Regions from separate parts of the Mus musculus genome. Here region 1 is linked to region 2. A link is a contact called in public HiChIP or PLAC-seq data. All regions are on one chromosome and are shown on one strand. Each heading gives the region's core, a stretch centred on a gene start, on an enhancer-like site or on the middle of the called end of the contact. The rest is flanking DNA. Distances are from core to core; before and after follow the strand shown.

What was found. HiChIP or PLAC-seq counts read pairs in DNA pulled down with a chosen protein or histone mark.
Region 1: an H3K27ac HiChIP or PLAC-seq map of embryonic stem cells shows a contact between it and region 2, with 5 read pairs. The contact joins the promoter of Slc5a5 here to the promoter of Comp in region 2. A contact is called at or near these places in 1 of 39 promoter capture datasets (pre-B cells), 1 of 115 datasets of contacts at active chromatin or transcription factors (embryonic stem cells) and 1 of 9 other capture datasets (adipose tissue).

What each region holds. Positions count from the first base shown.
Region 1 is chr8:70,888,743-70,895,948 of GRCm38.p6, reverse strand. It overlaps Slc5a5 (solute carrier family 5 (sodium iodide symporter), member 5), which reads left to right and starts at 3,192. Exons shown (of 15, transcript NM_053248.2): 1 at 3,192-3,644; 2 at 4,232-4,297; 3 at 4,620-4,671; 4 at 4,768-4,835; 5 at 5,578-5,732; 6 at 6,242-6,382; 7 at 6,480-6,609; 8 at 7,035-7,123. The coding sequence starts at 3,288. It overlaps Rpl18a (ribosomal protein L18A), which reads left to right. Exons shown (of 5, transcript NM_029751.4): 3 at 1-33; 4 at 240-349; 5 at 442-1,227. The coding sequence ends at 534. Mir7067 (microRNA 7067) reads left to right here and starts at 379; the gene lies at 379-441. Snora68 (small nucleolar RNA, H/ACA box 68) reads left to right here and starts at 93; the gene lies at 93-190.
Region 2 is chr8:70,367,933-70,374,905 of GRCm38.p6, reverse strand. Comp (cartilage oligomeric matrix protein) reads right to left here and starts at 1,358. Exons shown (of 19, transcript NM_016685.2): 1 at 1,259-1,358; 2 at 968-1,053; 3 at 482-533; 4 at 1-101. The coding sequence starts at 1,334. It overlaps Gm51533 (a long non-coding RNA gene), which reads left to right and starts at 46. Exons shown (of 4, transcript XR_003947399.1): 1 at 46-1,440; 2 at 2,401-2,458; 3 at 3,172-3,305.

The sequences.
Region 1 (7,206 bases), core at 1,943-4,442, 520 kb before region 2:
ACCTGACCACTGCTGGTGCAGTCACACAGTGCTGTGAGTCTCCAACCCTCTGCCAATTTCTGGCACCCAACCCAAGAACTGTCGCTGCCTGTAGCGGCTGTTTAAATAGTGGTGCACACAGCAAAGGGGCTTCGTCGCCTTTGGGGGGCTGTGCAGTGCCCCCCAGAGTGAATCAGTAGGCTCTACAGAATGTGGGGGCATTCTGGGTGGCTGGGGCTGATTTTCTTTTCTTTCCACAGACCGAGACATGGGTGCCCGACACCGTGCCCGTGCCCACTCCATCCAGATCATGAAGGTGGAAGAGATTGCAGCTGGCAAGTGCCGCCGGCCAGCTGTCAAGCAGTTCCACGTGAGTGACCCCGAGTGTGGGGCTGACGCAGGGCTGCAGGGGGTGGTTGCACACGGACAGTCTCTGGACACTGATTGCTTCCCTCCCCACAGGACTCCAAGATCAAATTCCCACTGCCCCACCGTGTGTTGCGGCGCCAGCACAAGCCACGCTTCACCACCAAGAGGCCCAACACCTTCTTCTAGACACAGAGACCCACTGAATAAAAACTTGAGACTGTCCTTGCTTGTTTGCTTCTATGTCCCTGGAGAGGTCCCAGTTGGTCCCGTCCCTAACAACATGCTAGCCCTGCTCACCTGCCTGTCAGCCTTGCTCAGTGGCATCTTTCCATAGGTGTGTATCCCCTTAGATTAGCTTCAGCCCCACTACGATTTGTCTAGGACATAGCCTGAGCCCTGCCTGTGACACTGAGGGGTAGCAGTCTGTTTCTGGACTCCAGGGTGCTGCTGTCTCAGGCCTAAGAATTCCAGACATGACTATAATCCAAGCCTGGGGACCTGGTTGAGCTTTTTATCCTGCTGGCTCTAAGCTTCAGCTAGGTGGAAATGAGGCCAGCCAAGCCCCACAGTGAGCTTGCAAGCTTTAGATGGGGACAGGGTTACGCTTTGGTGAATGATGGAGGAAACATGGGGGTTCCTTTTGTTGGGTGCAGCCAGCACGGCATCATCATGGTGCCCAATCTTGAAAGGGCACAGGCCTGAAGCTTCCTGGGACTGTTCTGTCACAGGGAGGAACCTACTGCAGTTGCCTACAATTGCTACCTCTGAGGGACTTGCCTCTGGCCCCTTGTAGACATTTCCATGTCTACACATGGCCCAGAGTACTTTCAGGGATAGCAATGTGTGAATGGCACTTAGAAGATAACATGTGAAAGCCATAAGAGGGCATCTGGTCTATAGATGATTCTTTTTCCCATTAAGTCCATTGGTCCCACATCAAAGGAATGGGTGACCCCTCAGACTGCATTGCTTCCCTGTGCAGAGTAGAACCAGTGGCTGCTGCTTTGGAACCTTGAAGAATCCATGAAAAGTTCCTTCTCTTAACCTGGTTTTGTCCCTAGCACCTGTATTAGGCCCACATCTGTAACTCTTGCTCCAGGATATCAGATGCCTCTGCAGGCGCCAGAATTCATATACAGCTCCCCTTCACCCACGTGCATAATTAAGTTTTGTTTTGGGGAGTTTGTGAAGATACCTGGTGTGAGACTAAGCCCAGCCCTCAGGGAGGCAAAGACAGATCTGAGTTCGAGGCCATCCTGGTCTAAAAGGTGAGTTCCAGGACAGTCAGGGCTACACCAAAAGAAACATTGGGTAGGCACACGACCAGCCCCAGCTCTCCCTGATGCTAGGCACAGGTCATGACTGCAAGTGTTGTCCCAACATGGCAGTCCCGCTGCCTCGGGAAGACTCTTCCCTCCCTCCTGCGTTAGTGCTTCTTCCCATTCAGAATACATGTGTCATCTCATCTTAGTTCTACCCATTCTGAAGCCTTGCAAAAACCTGAAACCCCGGGCTGGAGAGATTGGCTCAGTTAAGAGCACTGACTGCTCTTCCAGAGGTCCTGAGTTCAGTTCCCAGCAACCACAATGTGGCTCACAACCATCTGTAATGGAATCCAGTGCCGCCTTCTGGTGTGTCTGAAGCCAGCTACAGTGTACCCACATGTAAATATAAAATAAAGTCTAATAAGAAGAGAAAAGCCCTTTCAACCTCATCAGTAATGCCCTCAAGCCCGCCTGCCACCTAGGTTTAGGAGACTGCCCTAGCCAGGCCTCCCTCCTAACCAGCACCTCCAGGCAGGCAGTCCAGCCAGTATACAGCATATGAGGCCACCAGGGGGCGTGTGCCTTAGTTTTACTTATCAGACCACCCGGGAAGTACAGACGTGGCTCAATAGGGAATCAACCCTGAACACCCCAGAAACGGCCAGTTCTCCAGAAAAGGGTCCCGGTGACAGTTCTGCATCATCCCAAGCCCTGGGTCCCTTGAAAGCCACTATCAGCAAACTTCTGTTCTGGACCCAGGTATGCCAAAGTACCTGCGACAAGAAGGGAGAAATGGGTATCCAATGAACCCTCACTTGTCATCCCAGCACTAGGGAAGCCATGGCAGGATTGACACACCTTTGTGGTCAGCCTGTGGGAAAGAAAGGAAGAGAACAGGAAAGGGGAGGACAGCCAGGTCAGGTGTAGTGCACACTTGTGTTCCTGCCGGTAGGGTGGGCCTTGGTCAGGACTCCATACCAGCCTGAGCTACATGAGACTCAGCCTCAAACGCGTGCGTACACGCATACACACACACACACACACACACACACATACACACACATACAACCATAGGTCCAGACTGCCCTGTGCAGGTAGGGAAACTGAGTCCTAAACAGAAGGAAGAAATTCTCCAAAGAGAACCTGAGTGCCTCCCACCGGGTTAGCAAGGGTGGACAGTTCCTTCTCCCACGCTGCGGAGAAAGGCAGATGCTCTCTGGGGGGAAGGCTCGAGTCTCGTTTTTCCTTATGGGGCCCGGAAGTCCCCGAAAGTGAACCCCAGTCCTGGGTTCCTCGTAGCTCTGGTTCCTAACTCCCGCAGGCTGTGTGAACAGAGGGGAGCGGAGGTCTGAGCCGTCCAAGGCCCTTCCTGTCTGTTCACAACTCTACACGGAACAAGCCCTAGATGTGGGAGAAAGTGTCAGGAGACGCTAGTGTCCCCCCAACCCCGTTGCCCGCACCCCTGAAGGCCCGCTCGCCCCAGGACGGAAAGGGTGCGGGTCGCGCCCGCCTCCCAGGCTGGGGGCGGGGCCGCGCTGACCCCGGAGCCCAATAAATCCGCCGCGCGAAAAGCTTGTGGGTCGACGGCCCAGCAGGAACTCGCGCTGCGACGACGCTCGCTCTGAGAGTCCCCGACGTCCTCCGCATCCTCTCCGTTCCGAGTTACCTGTCTCCATGGAGGGCGCGGAGGCAGGGGCCCGGGCCACCTTCGGCCCCTGGGACTACGGCGTGTTCGCGACCATGCTGCTGGTGTCCACGGGCATCGGTCTGTGGGTCGGCCTGGCCCGCGGCGGCCAGCGCAGCGCCGACGACTTCTTCACCGGGGGCCGGCAGCTGGCGGCAGTGCCTGTGGGGCTGTCGCTGGCCGCTAGCTTCATGTCGGCTGTGCAGGTGCTCGGGGTCCCCGCGGAGGCAGCGCGCTACGGTCTCAAGTTTCTGTGGATGTGCGTGGGCCAGTTGCTCAATTCGCTGCTCACAGCCTTGCTCTTCTTGCCGATCTTCTACCGCCTGGGCCTTACCAGCACCTACCAGGTAGGGGACTTGGTCCCATGGGAAGGTTCCGGGAAGATGCCGCGGGCACCGGGCAGGGCCAGGAAGGAGGAAGAGCCAGTCCGGGCCCCACAGCTCGCAGCAGCCTCGGGGCAGTGGCCTCCCGCTGACACCTGTCCCTGCGAGTGCCCGTACCAGCCACCCACCGGCGCCCGACAGAGTTCAAACGCCTGCAGTGAGGTGTAGGATTTCCCAAACGCTCAACAACTGTAGTGAAAACGGAATAGCATCCACTTGCAGTTTCAGCACTAGGGAGATTGAGGCAGGAGGATTGCCATGAGTACCAGGCCAGTTTGGACTCCCTAGGGATACCCCAGTTTCAAATCTGAGGGCGCAACTAGGCACCCTGAAACAACGGTCCAACAAGTGTAGCGACAATATGAAGTCCCATGTGTGATATCTCAGTACTAGAGAAGCTTTGGCAGGAGGATTGCTGCGAGTTCCAAGCCGGCTTAACCTACACAGAGACTCTGTAAGCTCAGTTGGGCACTCCGGAACAGAGTAGAAACAGTGAGGATGGCTGAGGGGTCACTTGCCCGGTAACCTCCAGCCCTTGGCTCCCTCTGCAGTACCTAGAACTGCGCTTCAGCCGAGCGGTCCGGCTCTGCGGGACGCTGCAGTACTTGGTGGCCACGGTGAGCGAGCTGCCCGCCCTGCCACGCCCACACGAGCAATTATCATAGCCCGCTCCAACCTGACCTCACGCCACACCCCTCATCCTACCTGGCCCCGCCCCCTTCCAGCTTGAGCTAAGCTTCTCTGGGACATACAAGGACCACGCCTATAGCTCTGCCCTCATTCTGCCTATGGGCACCCTCTCACCTAGCTCCACCCCATCCTACCTAAAAACACCTTCTTGCAACCTGGCTCCGCCCTTTCTGCCTGATCCGCGCTCTCTTCTTTCTGCCTCCAACCCGTTTGCCCGCCCCTTGCCATCACCGACCTCCCCACCCACAGATGCTGTATACTGGCATCGTGATCTACGCACCTGCGCTCATCCTGAACCAAGGTCTGGCTGTCGGGAGCGGGAGGGGCCAGGAGCCCAGGCTGGACCCTACATGAGCAGGCAGGATGAGGGAGACCTGACAGGGGGTGTGTTTTGCAGTGACCGGGTTGGACATCTGGGCATCGCTCCTGTCCACAGGAATCATCTGCACCTTGTACACGACCGTGGTAAGTGGGTTGTGGTGGCTGACACGCGGAAAACCTCAGGCAGGCAGCACCACTCCAGCTTCCTGGCACCTGAGGTAGCCGCAGCCTGCCTAACTGTGCCCGTGTCCTCTCCTACATAAAGACTGATAGACATGTGAGCTTCAGGTGCGGCTGGATCCAGCAGCCCTGACAGAGCTTTACCTTCCCATGGTCACTCTGGTGCCAAAACTGGCCCCCTGCCTTTCCTGGCTCCTGCCCAGCAGTGAACTGGTTTCAGCTGGATCTGCCTGAGACTCTGGCCTAGTCTTCTCCTGGTCCCCTGATTGGCTGTGCCACCTAAGGGACTGGCATGTTCTGGTTGCTGTTTATGTACGGCGATGGAGGCTCAGATTTCTATGAATGGCAGGGAGAAATACATTTGTGAATCAGAAGTAGCTGCTTGGCTCCTTTCACAGCAGCATTGGGGAGGCTGGAAGCTTGTAAGTTCTAGGCCAGTCTGAGCTACATGGACCAGAAATAAACAAAAAGGGATAATGATAATACTGGGTGTTGGATTGTTTGCTGGGATGCCTGGGGCCATTGCGTCTGTTCCCCCTTACCTTATCTAATCCTCTGACTGACCATAGAAACACACAATATTTCACAGATGTGCCACAGGAAGCCAGGCAGGGTGAGCTGGGGGTGCTCTTCAGCCTTCTCCCCACGCAGCCCTGCCCCAGCAGCCCTGGGCGGGTTTGTGACCTGTATCCCCTCTCCCACACAGGGTGGTATGAAGGCCGTGGTCTGGACAGATGTGTTCCAGGTTGTGGTAATGCTCGTCGGCTTCTGGGTGATCCTGGCTCGAGGTGTCATGCTCATGGGGGGCCCCTGGAACGTGCTCAGTCTCGCTCAAAACCATTCCCGGATCAACCTGATGGAGTGAGAGATGGTGCCTCACTGTGCAGCCCAGGCTAGCCCCACTTCTGTCCCTCAGCCTTCCCAGCACTGTGTCTCAGAGGGGAACAAAACTCAACATAGAAAACTCCTACTCATACTTCAAAACTCACTGCAAATGTCCCCTTAGGATCTAGAAAAGGCATAGGTGATCTGGGGAGGGTGACATCCTCACATGGTTGTTTTTGTTGTTGAGTTTGTTTGTTTGTTTTGTTGTTGTTTGTTGTTTTGGTTTTGGTTTTGGTTTTTGGTTTTTCGAGACAGGGTTTCTCTGTACAGCCCAGGCTGTCCTGGAACTCACTCTGTAAACCAGGCTGGCCTCAAACTCAGAAATCCTCCTTCCTCCCAAGTGCCGGGGTTAAAGGCTAAAGGCATGCTCCACCACTGCCCGGCTTGGTCTTTTTTCTTGTTTTTTTGTTTTGTTTTGTTTTGTTTTGTTTTGTTTTGTTTTGTTTTCCTCACATGGTTGTTAACCTGCCTCATTCCCTACTCAGCTTTGACCCTGACCCTCGGAGCCGCTACACCTTCTGGACATTTGTAGTAGGTGGCTCCCTGGTGTGGCTCTCCATGTATGGTGTGAACCAAGCCCAGGTGCAGCGTTATGTGGCCTGTCACACGGAGAGAAAGGCCAAGCTGTGAGTATGCAGCGAGTGTGCAGTGAGGGACCCACACAGAGGCTGCTGGGACAGCCTGGCCCTCCCCACACACTCCTAAGGCCACTCCATCCCCCAGTGCCCTGCTTGTCAACCAGCTTGGCCTCTTCCTGATTGTGGCTAGTGCAGCTTGCTGTGGAATTGTCATGTTTGTCTACTACAAGGACTGCGACCCCCTCCTCACAGGCCGCATCGCAGCCCCCGATCAGGTGAGCTCTGCTCAGCTTTCCCATCGTGGGGTGGGGCTAGAAAAGCATTCCTTCTAGAAGGCACAGGCTGCAGGCTTTTGATGCAGAGAGCTCAGAGGCTGGTCCAAGGAAAGCTGGGGGGGGGGGGTGAGCCTGGGAGGCAGGCAGTAGGGAGCCATAGTGGAGTGAGAGCAGCCAGAGGACCTTTCAACTGAGAGTCAGTCACAGAAATGCCCTAGGAACATCAAGGAGAGGGAAGACCTCAGGCAGCCAGTGTGACAGGACACTTAAGATAATGATAGCTGGACTCTTCCTTTTGGAGGGTAAGGGGTTGTTGAGATAGGGCTTCATGTAGCTCAGGCTGACCTGCAACTCACAATGTAGCCGAGGCTGAGGCTGGCCTGTCTCCGTGTCCCCCTTGTCACAGAGGCCTCTGTCTTCCACAGTACATGCCATTGCTCGTGTTGGACATTTTTGAGGATCTGCCCGGAGTCCCCGGGCTCTTCCTGGCCTGTGCCTACAGTGGCACCCTCAGGTGGGCTCCCTGCTGCCCCTCAGCATGACTCTGCCCCCAGGGGCTCTGGTGCTAATTGACTGGCCAGCATCCCCTGGAGGATG
Region 2 (6,973 bases), core at 109-2,608:
CGTAGCTGTCTCGGAGCAGACTACGCCGGGGAAGCAGGAGCCGGGTGCGCAGAGCGGCACTGGCCGCACGCTCAGGCCTGGAGTGCGTGCGGGCTGCATTCCTGCGGACCCGCAGAAGTTAGGCCACGCCCCGGAGAGGAGCCAACCTGGGCCACGCCCAGAGGAGGCGCCTGTCCGGCCCCGCCCACAAGATGGGCTTGACCCCTCCCGGGGTGGGGCCGCTCAGGACCACGCCCCTCGGGGGGTTCGGTTTAGCCCAAGCTGGGACTGGGCAGGTCCGAGCGCGCGCCCTCCGGCCGTGCGGTCCTCCTGCCAGCCCTGTCGTTGGTCTTCGCGCATCTCCCAGGCCTTCTCTCCGTCGTCCAGTCCGCTCTGTCGCTGTCTGCTTTCGCCCCCGCCAGCTTCCTTCCCCAGCCCTTTTCCTCCGTTTCGCTCTGTGCCCCCACCCTTCCTCCTGCCCTTGGGTCCGGTCTATGCTCACCGCAAGCATCACATTCCATCACCGTATTCTTCAGGAAGGTGATCTCCTTGACCTGCCGGGCAGGAAGTCAGCGGGACCCCTTCCCATGCGCCTCCTCTCGGTCCCCCTCCTCTTCCCACGACCCCTCTTCCTGGGAAGCCCGGTGCCCACAACCACCCCCTTTACATCCGCCTTTGCACAAACCCATTCCAGAGTCCCTGTCTCCCTATCTCTGACTCTGTGCATCTAGTCCCAGAATCCTGTCCCTGCCCCTGTTTCCATCCTCTCTGTCCCACGCCCTGTCCTCTCTTCCCTGCTCTGTTTTTCCTCTCTGTCCTTTTCTGTCCCTTCTGTTCCCCGCTCGTCACTGCGATGTGCCTTCTGCACCTGTTCTGCCCCGCGCTGCCTTTCTCTCTCTCTCTCTCTCTCTGTTCTCTACCATTCTTAGTCCTCTCTGTATGCCCCTGTCCCTGTTCTGTCTCCACGCTGCTGTCTCTGTTTCCTTACCTGCTGTCGCAACAGCTCTCTCACGTCTTGCAGCGCCGCATTAGTCTCCTGAAGTTCTCGCAGCATCTGTGGGGCCAGGTCTCCACCTGCGTCCACAGGGGCCAGTGATGGGCGACCCAACCACTCCATCACCCCTCCCGCCACCTCCGGGGCCATCCAAGCTCCACCCGCCGCTTCATTTTTCAGGAACCCCGGACGTTCCTGGAGAGCAGACCCCAAGTTCTGAGGAGCAAGAATCATGAGCCTGGAGGGGCCTCCTGTCCAACCATGTCCCCTACTAAGCGGCTTTACCCAGCGGGATCTGGCCCTGGCCTGTCGCCCGCAGGATAGCCAGGGCGAGCACTAGAACGCAGGCAGTGGGGCCCATGGCGGCGGAGCTGCAGCTGCTGTCTGCGCCTTCGAGCCCGCGGCCTATTTATCCCCGCGCCGGGTCCGGGACAGCCCCCGCGGCCCTGCCCAGAGCCCGCCACAAGGTAAACAGGCCGGGCTCTGCATTCAGGGCCGCGCCCCACAGCCCTGCGGGATGACCCGCAGCTGATCAGTATATGGTGGGGTCTGAGGAGAGAAAGGCATGAGCCTTGAAGAGTAAATTGGGGCTCTCCACTCACTCTGGTTCACCACTGAGTGCCTGTTGTATGCAAGACAATCTTCATCTGTCCCCGTAGATAGCATTGGGGAAACAAAGTCATAAGTATTCAAAAGGTCCCAACTCACCCACTCTGGCTCCCACACTCCCTCCGCACTTCAAAGTCCTGCAAAAGGGACCTATGGGTGTGACTCAGCCCAGGTCAGCAGGAGGTTGTGAGGGTTCCTCCGCCCCCCTCCCCGCACCTTCAAACAAACAGAATTCTGAATAAACGATGTCCTTGCCTCAACTTCCCCTTTTGCACTGTTGAGGAGGCAGTGGTGGTGCTGGGGATGGGGTGGAGGAAGGAACCTCAGCTTCCCTGGGGTTCTCTTCTCACTGGACTGCACTAAGCTTTGTTCCCCAGCCACCAGGGAGACAGCCTGTCATAAAAATAAGACTGGCTGGGAACTGAAAATCTTTCCCGGGCCAGCCACACTCTGAGCTGTAAAACACCTCAGCTTTAACCCTCTCCACCTGGCCTTCCAGGACTCACAGCTTACATCTGTAAACAGAGAAGCTGGGCTCAGGGGAGGGGGGCTGGCCCACTTGGGGCTGCTGCAACCCAAGAAGATCTCTTGCTCCAAGAAGAAACCATGGAGGGCTGCCTGGGGGAGACAGACAGTCCAGGGAACAAAGAGAATAAAAAGATCAGTCATAGGAAGCAGGGGGGTTAGCTCCAGTGGTGGGGGCAGGGAAAGAGGTGGAAGTTGGTGGAGCATGTCGGACGGAGGGTATGTGCTTGTAGATTTCTGGTACATCCATGTTTTACACAAATGTGCCTGTTGTGGGTCATATCTCCTACTAGGTATCTGCTGGGGAACACTGGAGGAAGCAGTCCCCGGCCTCTGTCAGAGGCAGCCAAGGTGGGTCTGGAAATGGTTACACTATTACCCAGAGGTGGTGGGGATCTAGTGGGAACTGCTGAGCAATAGTCCTCAGTAGGAATGAGCCTGGGATTCTTGATAGATGAACACCACACATACAGTGTGCTGGCAAAATCCTGGGGCTTAAAGACAATCAGGGAGTGAGGCTAGCCAAGAACAGTGCCCAAGTTGTCTTTGGACTCACGGGGGCAGGGGGTGGAGGGGGACGGAGGGCAAACAGCCCTGCAGAGGAAGGCTGGAGGTGGCTGTGTTCCGAGAGGCCAGGTCCCAATGGCTGAGCTACCTCCTGTTTTCTTTGGCTCCAAACACGTGTGGGGCTGTTCTTGCTGACCAGCGCTGGAATTCTCCAGAAAACCACCACTACTGGGCAGACTTGTGGCCTCCCAAGTGCCTCCTGCAGCTGAGGCAAGAGCACACAGCAGCCTAACGGGTGACTGCCACAAGTCAGGCATGGGGCTGGGGCTCAGGACCATGTCGCTGGAGCCACAGCCACAGTTGGGCCCTAAAGGGAGCTGTGGGAAAGGGAGTCAGAACTGAAGGAAGGGAAGGAGCTGAGCTGGTGCTGAGGACAGTAGGGAGGGGACAGCAGGGAGAGGACAGCCTGGGCTCACCCCTGCTGCTGGCTTCCATAGGGCAGGGACCCTCTCCCAGGCTGTTTGTCCAATTGTAAGTGCCCCAGCTTCCCTCTGCAGGTATCTTCCCAGGCCTATTGACTACCTGCCTGCCTGCCTGCCTGCCTGTGGCTCACCTCTGCCCTTCCACAGCAGACATTTGCTCCTCCAGGCCTCCAGTACTGTCCAAGCATGGTTCTTCTTTGATGCAGTATGTAAGTGTTCATCTGTAAATCAGAGCACCCACAGCCTGCACAGCCTGTGAGGATCATTAGTGGGCTGGCTCCCATCTCAGCCTGGCTCTATAACTTGGAATTTACACACAGAATGTTCTAAATGGGTTTTGCTTCAAGCATTTTGTAAGTTTGGTTGTTTTGCTATTCCTTTTTTTTTTTTTTTTTTTTTTTTTGAGACAGGGTTTCTCTGTGAAGCCCTGGCTGTCCTGGAACTCACTTTGTAGACCAGGCTGGCCTCGAACTCAGAAATCTGCCTGCCTCTGCCTCCCAAGTGCTGGGATTAAAGGTGTGCGCCACCACCGCCCGGCTGTTTTGCTATTCTTGTGACAGGGTCTTCTGTAGTAGCCCAAGCTAGCCTTCAACTTAACTCTGTGTCCAAAGATGACCTTGAACTTCTGATCCTTCTGTTTCCATTTCCTAAGTGCTAGGATAGACTGCAGACTCTATCCAGCCAGAGATGGGTTATATCCATATTTTCCTCTAAGGAGAGATGACCCAGCTTGATGGCCCACACCCAGACCTGGGGAGCTACACACACACACACACACACACACACACACACACACACACACACACACACATCACCCCTTATACATGCAAACAATCCCACAGTAGGCCCCCACATACACATAGCCCCCCCCATATTCACACAATGCCCTACACACATACACATCCTCAGCCCCCTCACACACCCATACATGACCCCACCCATATACACCCGCACACATCCCACATGAATCCAGACTTAGCTCTGGCCCCAGGCAGGCAATAGCTGTGATATTCTGGAACTCATGAGTCTGGGCCAGTCTCTCTTCCCGACATCCAGGCTGAGTGGTTCCAGGAGCCCAGCCAGGCAGGGCCTGCTGGTGGAGCCCCAGGGGCCCTTTCAGATTGACGCCTGCTGGGCCAGGAGACGTGTGGCGCCCAGGCTGCCTGCCACCGCCCAAAGGAGAAATATGTGGGGCATAGCCTGCCCAGCCACAGCCTTGGTCTGGGGAATCCATCAGGCCAACAAGGGGGAGGGTCACTTAGCCATGTCCACATCCCAGGCCAGAATTACTCTCCATAAATAAGGACCAAATCCAGGGGTCAGGGAGCGGTGTCTGAGGCCTGTGACTGCCTAGGCCTTCAGCAAGCCCCACCTTCCTCAGCATAGACTTTCCATGGCAGACTTTCCTCAAGTGAAAGACAACAGTAACTATATAATGGTTACAGTGTTACTGAGCAATTGCCATACTGTGGAGGTCTGACGACAAATGCCAGGGGTAGACCTTAGGTCATCAGCAAGCACCTTCACCTTTGGAGCAATCTTCTAGTGGGAAGCAGGAAGGAGATACACGTAGTTAGTATACCAAAAGTTGTATTTTACTCTGCTGAGGGTCATGGCCCAAGGCTCACATCTAAGTTCCTAACTATAGTCCTAAGCCTGTCTCCCCAAGGCAGCTCACCCATGCAATCATGTGTCTTAGCTGATTGTCAGGCCCAGATTCCAACAGAAGTCTCTGATTTGAGGGCCAGGATCCAGATCAAGGTGACCTCTCTCCAGATGTGCAGAGCAGAGCTGTGCAGTGGGCATCATGGGGTTCTAGGACTGTGTCTGGTTATCTTGAGTGTGTGATATCACTGCATTCTGGTTATCAGGGGCAGCCTTGGGGGTAGTGGGGATCTGACTAAGCTATCTTTTCATGTCTAGAAGGCTTTTTCTATTATGCTCATATACCAGTCTTGACCTTGGTTTTGATTCTTTGAGACAGAGAGTCTCTTTATGTAACCTTGGCTGTCCTGGAACTCACTGTGTAGAGTGTAACTTTAATTTTTTCAAAACCTATTTTTTTAAAGATTGATTGATTGATTGATTATAAGTACACTGTAGCTGACTTCAGACACACCAGAAGAGGGAGTCAGATCCCATTACAGATGGTTGTGAAGCTACCAGGTAGTTGCTGGGATTTGAACTCAGGACCTCTGGAAAAGCAGTCAGTGCTCTTAACCACTGAGCCATCTCTCCAGCCCTCAAAACCTATTTTTAATGATGGTACTTAAATGCTTTAACCTCTCTTTAAGCTCTCACCTTTCTTACTCTCTATCTCCTTTTCTCTTTCCCTTCCCCCCTCTCCACATGGCCATGGCTGGCCTCTCTCTTTCTACCTTCTCTCTCCCTGCCTTTCTACAATAAAGCTCTAAAACCACACACACACAAAATGCTTTAACCTCCCTTGTAGCCCACCACCTACCAGAGGTAGTGGGAAAAAAAGAATACAGGGGAAGTGGACCTGTTTAGAAAGGTTCTTTGGAACAACTCCTGTCTGGATTGTCTGGAAATCAGCAGTTCAGTTCACAGGTCAGCAGTCAGTGGCAGCTTGATCCACTTGAAAACACTTCACAGATACACCAGCAATTCAGTTCAGTAGAGTTGGGTTAGCAGCAGTGGTACAACCTAACAGAGACAGCTAGGCCTCAACCTCAGCCTCAGCAAGAGGGACCCAGAGGGACAGAGAGATGCCAGGAGTTCTCTGCTGTGCTTCTCACTGAAGCAAAGATCAGTGAATGGAGACCCACATGTGTTGCCCAGCTAGCAGCACCAGCAAGCCAGACCCTCCTCCGGCACTCTGTGGAGTCCTATTTATATCTCTCCAATCATCATATGTCCTCCACAGGTCTCGAATCAGCTGACATCACTCTACCAATCGACCTGTGTCTAGAGAATCAGCAAGAGGCTGAAACACACTACCAGAAGTTTTTTTTTTTTGGTGCGTTTCTCTCTATGGAGTCCCGACAAATGCAGCTCAACAAATGCAATGTAAGATGATAATACATGCATGCTGTTAACAAATGTAAGATGACAATACATGGGCTGGAGAGATGGCTCAGTGGTTAAGAGCAACGACTGTTCTTCCAGAGTTCCTGAGTTCAATTCCCAGCAACCACATGGTGGCTCACAGCCATCTGTAAAGGGATCTGATGCCCTCTTCTGGTGTGTCTGAAGAGAGCAATGGTGTGTTCATATACATAAAATAAATAAATACATCTTTTTTAAAAAAGATGACAATCCATGCATGTTGTTAACAAAGAATTTTTCATCACAGAACATCCTTTGTCCTGTGTCTGCTTCAGGGAAATGTTCCTTCACGTGTTTACCTGAGCAAAACCCCATTCGACACAACTGACTTTTCAAAGAACCCTTAAGTTTCTACTTCACAGACCAAGCTGGCCTCAAACTTAGAGACCCACCTGCCTCGGCCTCCCAAGTGCTGGGATCAAAGATGACTGCCACTAGGAGTCATCTAGTGCCCCCAACGTTGGTCTTTGAGATCCTGTTTCTCATTGGCTAACCTATGAATCACATGGTTTCTGGGGCTTGAGTTCACACCTCGTGCTAGTGTGGCAAGCACTTTACTTTCTGAGCAGTCTCTGCAGCCCCTACAAAGCCTTTCTTCTCTCTGTACCTCTCCCCTGCCCCAAACACACACACACACACACAAGGGCACATATACACATAGGCACACAGTCATACATATATACACACAATAACACACACATGCATGTATATACAGGTGCACACATGCTCACACACACATGAACATATATACACAGGCACAAACACAGGGAAACATGCTCACATACATATATACACTCACACATGCATG